Linked DNA regions of Mus musculus: regions 2 and 3 are each linked to region 1. A link is a contact called in public Hi-C and promoter capture Hi-C data. All regions are on one chromosome and are shown on one strand. The core of a region is the stretch at or near the end of the contact, and the rest is flanking DNA. Distances in the headings are between cores, read along the strand shown. Region 1 holds the start of Odc1 (ornithine decarboxylase, structural 1). Region 2 holds the start of Klf11 (Kruppel-like factor 11). Region 3 holds the start of Rdh14 (retinol dehydrogenase 14 (all-trans and 9-cis)).

Region 1 (2,856 bases), core at 181-2,680:
AAAAGACCCTTGGGTACATGAGACCAAGGCTTGCACAAAACTGCACAACAGTTTGGGAGTGGAGCTGGGTTGTGGATTTTCTCTAGGGACCTCTGGAGAAAAGCCAGTGGGGTTTGTTTGTTTGACTTTGTTTTGTGATAGGGTCTCACTATGTAGCCGTGGTTGGTCTGGAACTCTTTGTAGACTATACTGGTCTCAAACTTAAGAGATTTAGCTGGTCAGAGAAGGAACATACCTTTAATCCCAGCATTCTTGAGGCAGAGGCAGGTAGAGTTCCACTAAAGCCAGGGCTAAACTGAGAGGCCAGGTCTCAAAAACAAACCACCCAAACCAAACAAAAAACAAATAAACAAAAGCCTGCCTCTGCCTGAGTACTGGGATTAAAGGTGTGGGTCATCTGGCCCTGCTCAGGCCCTTGAAAAGCTTCAAGTTTTTTCCTTTGCTGTGATTCAAGTTAGTTTTTTGGTACTGCTATGGTATCTCAACGTCTGGGCTGGGAGAGGGGTTTTAACTGAGAATTAACAAACCATTAACATCGTATACATAGTATACATAGTAACAAATTGTAGTGTTCGTGTGTTTTTCCAATACTGAATATGTAAGTCAGTCCCACTTGTTCTTTAACAATGTAACTTTGGTGGATACAAATTTACTGCCCAGACTCTGTTCGCATTCAGGCTTCTCAAAGTTGTAGCTACCCTGAAAGACAGAATAAGAGAGACAGCTGGTGGCTGTCCACCACCTCTTACCTTGTCCCTAACACGCCTTTCAATACGACCCTTGCTTAGATAGAAGGCGTACTTAGCATGCAACTGATGCCTAACATCTAGTTGGAAGCCACCAACATAACACGGAGTGGCCGGGTCAGCCTCCGCGGGCTTGTCTCTCAGCAAGCTTTCAGGCTTAGGCATACAGGGTCGTGATGCAGGGTCAGTCTGCGCCACCAAGTCTAGTCTATGTGGCCGGCGCACAGCTCACGGCCCATCCATCCTCCGCTTGCATCTGCGATACGCCTGCCCCGCTAGGGAATACCACCCCCTGAATGGAAAGCCGAGGAAGAATTTTGCTAGTCTTCCAGGTCTGGGTTCAGCCGTTAGGACCTGGAGAGGGGGAAGAGATTGTGTGCCTAGGCGGAGAGGTAGGGGGCGAGAGACTGGCGACCAGGTACATGTGCGCATGCACCAGCCGACTCCCGCCCGCTGCCCATAGGGCCCTGCGGCATGCTGGCAGCCAGGACTGGTGATGTGGTGCGCGTGCGCAGGCCTGCCGCAGGGCGTGTCCGACACGAGGCCCGGCGGGGAGCGCGGGGCGTATGGGCGGGTGGGTGGGCACGCGCTGCGCCCCGCCCCACTGACGCGCCCGGCCCGCGTCCCCCGCCTCCGGCGCCGGGACCCGGGTTGGCCGCCACGGAGTCCCCGCCCCTCCCCCGCGCCTCCCGGCCGGAACCGATCGCGGCTGGTTTGAGCTGGTGCGTCTCCATGACGACGTGCTCGGCGTATAAGTAGCGGCGCGTCGCACCGTCGGGCTTTGTCAGTCCCTGCAGCCGCCACCGCCGGCCGCCCTCAGCCAGCAGCTCGGCGCCACCTCCGGTCGGCGTCTGCGGCGGGCTCGACGAGGCGGCTGACGGGGCGGCGGCGGCGGGCGGACGGACGGACGGACGGGCGCTCCTCGGGGTTTGGCGGCGGCGCCTCCATGGGTCAGGCCAGCCGGGCCACCGTGCTGTGAGGTGAGCGGGACGCGGGAGGGATGTGCGGCCACGTGTCGCGAGGCCCGGACTGCGGCCGCCGGCAGGGGACACGTGGCCCGGGACCGGTGACCTTGCGAGCCGCCGCCCTGAAGGCAGCTGCTCCTGGACCTCGGCTGCAAGCCCTCGGATCCCCCCATGGGAGCCCTCTTCGCGTCAGCCGGACTCAGCGCTCCACTTGCCCGGGTGATGATGGAGGGCAAGCCCGCGGCAGGTGCAGGGGAGCGCGGCCGCGAGCAGCGGTCCTGCAGTTAGTTTCCTGCTGCTTTCTTTAGTTTCACTACGTGTACAGAGCAGAGGCGATGACCCGGAGTGGAAGTTGGTAGACCAAATTTAGTCTGGGAGTCACTGCTAATGAATACCCACCAGCTGTGACTTGGAATTAGAACTCCTTGAATGACTTAGTGGTTTAGGGGAAAACGGGTTCCCGGCTGTCCCGGAAACCCTACTCAGAATCCTCAATAACTGGAAAAAGTGTGGGGGGCAGAGCCTGTCAGGAATGTCTGGGAGAGGACAAAGAATGTAGTGGTTTGTTTTATTCAAACCTAAGATCGGGCAGACTTTGACTGATTGGAATTCTTTTCTGTTTTAATTGGCTTATATCTTCCAGAGTTACCTTCTTGTGCTAATTGTCTGACACGATTTAGCTACTTCCCATACCAAAATGTGTTAGTAACATTTTTCTTTCAGATCTTATCTATTATATTATTTAGGCAAAGCTACAGAAAGGCAAAACAGTATCTCAAAGCTTTTCGTGTTTAAACCGGAAGGTTGCCTGGAAAATACTTAAGACCTAAAATTACAAAGTTACTGCCAAAGCCCATTCATCAGTTGTAAATGATATACAACGAGTTGGCTGGCTCTCTTCTCTAGTCTTAACTTAGGAGAGGTTTAGGCAGCTAACGGAAGTTGACATTGCCAAAAGTCTCGTTAAATTAAGGCTTAACATGTTTAACCATGCATGGATTTGGATTTATGGCAGGCTCTTCCCCGTGGGCCTCTCATAGTGTCCCATGCTAGAGCAAATTGTGGCTCCTAACCATTGCCCAGCCTCCGTGCCTGTAGGCTGCAGGCACTGAAGTGGGTCACACAACGGAAAAAAACGAGTTTTA
Region 2 (2,844 bases), core at 35-2,534, 7.1 Mb after region 1:
GTGGAGAGAACAGGAGACAGTAGGGACGTTGGATGGGGCGGAGGCATTATAGGTAAGGGTGAACACGGGGAGTCAGAAATTCAGTGTGGGAATGAAGCAAAAACAATTTAAACAGGCCCAAGTAGAAGACTAACTCCATGTGTGTTAAATGCCCCAGTAGTTAGACATGTGAATTCACCTTTAAACACTCCTACTGTTACTTTCAACAAACTCCCTTTCTTTGGTTCACTTAATTCCATTGTCAAGCCAGTGTGAAACTGAGGAATCAGGGTTGCAACTATAACCCTTAGGCCTTACCAGCTTAAGGACAGGGCTCTCTGCCTGCCTGCCTCTCTGCCTGCTCACCTGTCTGATAAAAATAGGCAGCATAATGTCCAGCTCCTGTCTGCTCATATCAGCAATGATTCTCCCAGACCTCCACTAGTTTCAAGGCTCTGCAGTGAGGCATCAGGGGGTTAGTAGAGGGGTGCCCTATTGCTGCACTGTAGGTTGGAGGTGGGCACGACATACTGCATGCATTGACCTCTGCTCTCCAAGACTTGTGATGAGTGTACATGAATAACCGCACCTAAAGGCCCAAGGGGAAAAAACGGATACTCAGGATTTGGGTCAGGTCTCACGTAGGCCTGAGGACACCCCAAGTGGGTGTCCTTTGTATGGCCACTGGGGAGGATGCGCAGGCTTCATTAGGTACATGTCGAGTGGCTGACTACACGGCTGTAGTTCTTTTGTAGCAGAAGGCAGATTAGAGTAGGAAGAGCATTTGATCTGGCGCCATGCAGGAAAAAGCGGATGTCGTCCCTAAACCCAAGCAGCTTTCAAGCCTCTTCCTGGGCAGAGATGCGGTCCTAAGAGCCAACGACAGCTTAAAAGAAATTAGAGACAGGGTGAGGCCGTCCCTGTGGGTCCCGCCTACCAGATCCGTCCACGGCGTGGGGCCAGCGCGCGACCTCTGCGAGCAGCCCCTGCGGCAGAAGAGGACCTTACTGCGGTCGACTGCCGCCGCGCCGCCGCCGGGACCTTTCCCCTACTTTCCAGGCCTCACGCCCCGCCTCTAGCCCGGACCAAAACACGTGCCGCCGCCCGCCCCGCCGGATCACGCCGCAGCCAGGCTCCGATCACGCGCCCCCCCGCGGCGCCCATTGGCCCGCTTCTTGCCGGCCTGGCGCTGATTGGCTGGCGGCAGAGGCCATGCCCCCAGCAGGGAGCGGTGTATTTTGGTTTGCCCGCGCGCCCCGCCCAGGGCCGCTCCCTCCGTGGCGCCCCGCCCCTCCCGCGCCTCCCGGGCCGCGCGGAGGCAGAGCCGCGCGGCAAGGAAGGCGGAGGTGCGCGCCGGGAACAGACGCTCGGGACACCGCCGCCCGCCGCACACGTGCAGCCTCCGCCGCACGCAGGGCTCCTGCCTCGCAGCATTGCTGCCTGCAGGCCATACGGCACCATGCACTCGCCGGGCTCCACCGGCCCCGGCGACGGGCGCGCGGTAAGTGACGGGGCTGAGCGCGGGACGAGACGGGGGACGCGGGAGGGATGGCGACTTCTCGCTGCGGTGGGGGCTGCGGATTTGCTCTGGTCCGGACAGGGACCCGGAGGCTCGGCCGGGTCAGGGTGGGGAGGGGGGTGTGTTAGCGCGGCAGCCTGCCTTCAGCTTTGTCTCTGGTCCGCTGCGGCCCCGCCCGGCGCGGCTATTTCCAGCCATGACGTCACCCGAATCCAGAGGAGGACCGCTGTTGGATGTGGGCGCGGCTGGCGGGAACTTGGGGGCGGAGTCAAAGCTGGGGCGCAGCATGGGGGCGTGGCCAAAGCTAGGGCGTGGGCAAGCGTGCTTGGAGGAGATATTGGGGGAACTAGATGGGACCAAGGCGAAGGACATGGTGAAAGCACCTGGTAGTAGTGTAAGAGGGCGGAACCGAAGCTAGAGAGCTTGGTGAGAACCTCTGGTAGGACTGTGGGGCGGGGCCGATGTAAGAGTGCATAGTGAGAGTTTATCTAGGGGCGGGGCAAAGGCTAAGCCGAAGGGAGGGAGTGTGGTGAGAGCATCTGGTAGGAGTGCAGTGGGAGGGGCTGTGGGTGGAGCCAAAGTAAAGGTATCTCAGGAGGGTGTGGCCAGAGTGCCTGGATGGGGTTACGACGGAATGAGGAGCAAGGCAATAGTGTGTCTTGATAGGCGAGTGTGCAAGAGTGTGGTTCGAAGAGGTGTGTCAGCCAAGCTTAATGGGCTGGTAAGGGTAGAGCTGGGCGAAGGGTGGAGTCTAAGTGAGAAGGGGTGTGGTAAAATGGGACTTTGCAGGCTTGGGCCCAGGGACTGAGTGAAGTCATGGCAGGGACCTCTGTCAGAAGGTGTAGGGTGTGGAGCAACAGAACCTGATAGAAATGTAGGGGGCCAGAGAAGTGGTGCGGAGCAGGTTCCTGGTGAGAACACAGTATTACATGGACTCAAGGGAACCTACGTTCGCATTCTTTCCTAGTATGGGGCTGGACATTGATTCCACTTGAAGGCTCATAATCAAAATACCCTTCCAGGAGGTTGTCTGGCCCCTATGGTCATATCTTTGCCTGTTCAGTGAAGGGGAATCTGGACAGACAGGAAGTTTTGAAGCTCAGAAAATATGTATGGAAATATGTGTCTGTAGGCTTAAGTTTCTCTTTTGGACAGGCTAGGTTCCAGTCCCTTCCTCCCCACTCCTGCATGTAAAGGTGACATGGTATACAGGAGGAGACACCTTTCCTGGACTATGGTTGAGCTTTCTCATGCTGTTCCTCTCACCTGACCTCCTCCCTAGTTCTCATAACAAGTGATTTAATGTTTCTGAGTCTGCTGAGGAAGCAGGCAGTCACGGAGGACTG
Region 3 (2,786 bases), core at 283-2,782, 7.2 Mb before region 1:
TATGTCTTAATGTAGAAACTATAAAGCTACATAGCGTTAAGACAAGACAGGGTTGGACTCAGGCCAAACAAACAACTAGTTAAACAAAGTGACAGTAATTTCAAAGGTAAAACGTTCCGCTGACAAACAATGTGGTACAATGGTGGTTTTGGTGGTCAACTGAAACACATCTCCCAGTTACCGGGGATAATTTATGCCTATTGCCCTGGAGTACTACTTATAGAACGTTCTTTCACACTTAAAATATGTTTGTCTGGATGAAAAATGATGTGGTTATCCTAGATTTATTCCAGGCATGCAAGGGATGGTTGTGTATCAGGAAATATCTTCACATAAATGTAGAGAGTTTGGCATCGTACTGTCAGCCCAGAATCACTGCATGCCAGTCAGCAACCTGTGGATTTTAAAGTCTTATAAGACCCTGGTTGGTTGGTTGGTTGGTTGGTTGGTTGGTTGGTTGGTTGGTTGGCTGGTTGGTTTGGTTTGGTTTGGTTTTCAGTAATCACTTCTCTTTTGCTCACCCTTGCACAGCTGAGACTTACGTTCTCTTTTCCAGGGTCCTCTTAAAAGCTTTCTGGAAGATTTAGGGAAACTGCAGAAAAAATTCTATGCCAAAGACGAACGATTGCTTTGCCCCATCAGGACCTACCTGGTTACAGCTCGTAGTGCAGCGAGTTCAGGTGCCCGTGTGCTGAAGACCCTTCGCCGATGGGGTCTAGAGATAGATGAAGCTCTTTTCCTGGCTGGAGCCCCTAAAGGTCCCATCTTAGTGAAGATTCGGCCCCACATCTTCTTCGACGACCAAATGTTCCACATTGAATCAGCACAGAAATTTGGTACCATCACGGCCCATGTGCCTTATGGCATTGCTCAAAAACGCAACTAGGGATGGGGAGGAAAAATAAACAGTCTGGTATTACAAACGGCATGTGTTTTGCATGGCTAGAGTGACTAGTTATTTCTGAGAATTTGACCACAAAACTTAGCTCCTTTGGTGTTTTTCTTTGCTTTTTGGAAAAAATTTTGAACTTTCAAGCTACAGTCAAGCATTCTACTTTTTTAAAGCTAAGGATGTTGGATATCATTGCATCTATCTATAAGTTGTAATGGGTGGCTCTTTAGACAAGTTTAGAACTTTGACACTTAAGTTGTTTCACAAGAAGCTTAATTAATTTTCAAAAAGCATTGCTCACTTTTAGTGTTAGTCAAATGAATGAATCTCTATATGCAGCATCACCTAGAAAAGGTATATTCAGGGTGGAATGAGTCTGATCAATAATACTGCTGATAACTGGGGCTGTGTCTTTTGTTATCCTTGTGTGGCAAGAATTTTACCAAGAAATGTCATTTTGTCTATAGGCATATAACCAATTCTAACACTGTCCACTTCTAAATAAATCCGCTGGGGCTTTCATGTGTACTTCCTGAACGCTAAGTCAAGTCAGCCTTAGGAGCAAAACTACAAGTCCCAGAAAGCCCCGCGCGCAGTAGCCCAGGACAGCAGGCGGCGCCCCAGAGTCCTTCGCGTGTAGGTGGCCCCATAGCACTCCGGAACCTGTGCGCTAGGCCCAGTGCACCGGGCCCGGAAGGTTATGGCAGTGGCTAGTGTGGCCGCAGCGCTCCTGGCCGCACTGGGCGGGGCGCTGTGGCTGGCGGCCCGGCGGTTCTCTGGGCCAAGAAACCAGCGGCAGCAGGGAGGCGGGGACCCGGGCCTCATGCACGGGAAGACAGTGCTGATCACCGGAGCAAACAGCGGCCTGGGCCGTGCCACCGCGGCGGAGCTGCTCCGCCTGGGGGCGCGGGTCATCATGGGATGTCGGGACCGCGCTCGAGCAGAGGAGGCGGCCGGTCAGCTCAGGCAGGAGCTCTGTCAGGCTGGGGGCGCCGGGCCCGACGGCACCGATGGCCAGCTGGTCGTTAAGGAGCTGGACCTTGCCTCGCTGCGCTCAGTGCGAGCTTTCTGCCAAGAACTGCTACAGGTGTGGGTCGAATGGAGCTCGCCACCCTCGGGGAGGGCCCTCTGAAACCTGGTGTGACCTTGAGGGTGGCCATGACCAAACCGGAAAGGCTCCTGCCTGCCTTGGACCCGGCTAGGAGGAGGGGCAGGTCTGAGAAGGAATTCCTGGGAGGTCCTAAGGAGAAGTGCATAAATAAGCCAGTGTCTGGACATTTGGTTTTGTTAGGCTAGGACAGTCACCAGCTGATCTTTGAGTTGTTTTCCCCCTGTCAGAAGTGAAATGTGTGCCAAATCTTACAGTGTCACAAGGCCTGTGAGCACCACAGGAGAAAAGCTAGCCAAAAACTTTCATTAGACCCTTCTTAAAACTTTTCTTTCTGTTTTTTTCCCCTCGTTACCTGGTTTTGTTTGTTTGTTTGTTTTTTCTTTTTTTGTTTTGTTTTGTCCTGCTGAAGTAGGAGGGGGTGTCACTTGCTGACACCCTGCATCATCCCTAAACTTGGAATCCCATTAAGTGTCTGAAAAGGGACAGGAATAAAAATAATTTAATGCTTAGCTTTATGGAAGGTTTTATACATGCCAGGGGATGTGCTAAGGACATTTTTAATATCTTTGGCTATTATCAGATCTTGTAAAGCAAGCAATAATATCTCTACTTCATGATAGGGAACTGAGGCATAGGAAGGCTAAGTGACGTGTCTGTCTTCAGAGTCCTTGCTTTAATCTCCTGTTGTGCATTCCTAGTACTTGAAGGCTGAGGTGTGTGATTTCCTTGGGTGTACAGTAAATATTCTACCGAAGTAGAAAGGCTGTGGCCAAAGTGACTTGC

What was found. Promoter capture Hi-C pulls out the DNA fragments that hold promoters and counts their contacts. A called contact is a pair of places that touch in the nucleus more often than the background predicts.
Region 2: a Hi-C map of erythroblasts shows a contact between it and region 1, with 6 times the contacts expected there. The contact joins the promoter of Klf11 here to the promoter of Odc1 in region 1. A contact is called at or near these places in 4 of 39 promoter capture datasets (the HPC-7 cell line, cranial neural crest, maxillary cranial neural crest and 1 more) and 2 of 484 Hi-C or Micro-C datasets (CD4 T cells and erythroblasts).
Region 3: a contact with region 1 is called in a promoter capture Hi-C map of pre-B cells. The contact joins the promoter of Rdh14 here to the promoter of Odc1 in region 1.

Annotation. Positions count from the first base shown.
Region 1 is chr12:17,543,443-17,546,298 of GRCm38.p6, forward strand. Odc1 (ornithine decarboxylase, structural 1) reads left to right here and starts at 1,431. Exons shown (of 12, transcript NM_013614.2): 1 at 1,431-1,726. It overlaps Gm22748 (a small nucleolar RNA gene), which reads left to right and starts at 2,704; the gene lies at 2,704-2,839.
Region 2 is chr12:24,650,087-24,652,930 of GRCm38.p6, forward strand. Klf11 (Kruppel-like factor 11) reads left to right here and starts at 1,285. Exons shown (of 4, transcript NM_178357.3): 1 at 1,285-1,480. The coding sequence starts at 1,439.
Region 3 is chr12:10,389,248-10,392,033 of GRCm38.p6, forward strand. It overlaps Rdh14 (retinol dehydrogenase 14 (all-trans and 9-cis)), which reads left to right and starts at 1,533. Exons shown (of 2, transcript NM_023697.2): 1 at 1,533-1,979. The coding sequence starts at 1,593. Nt5c1b (5'-nucleotidase, cytosolic IB) reads left to right here. Exons shown (of 9, transcript NM_027588.3): 9 at 557-927. The coding sequence ends at 886.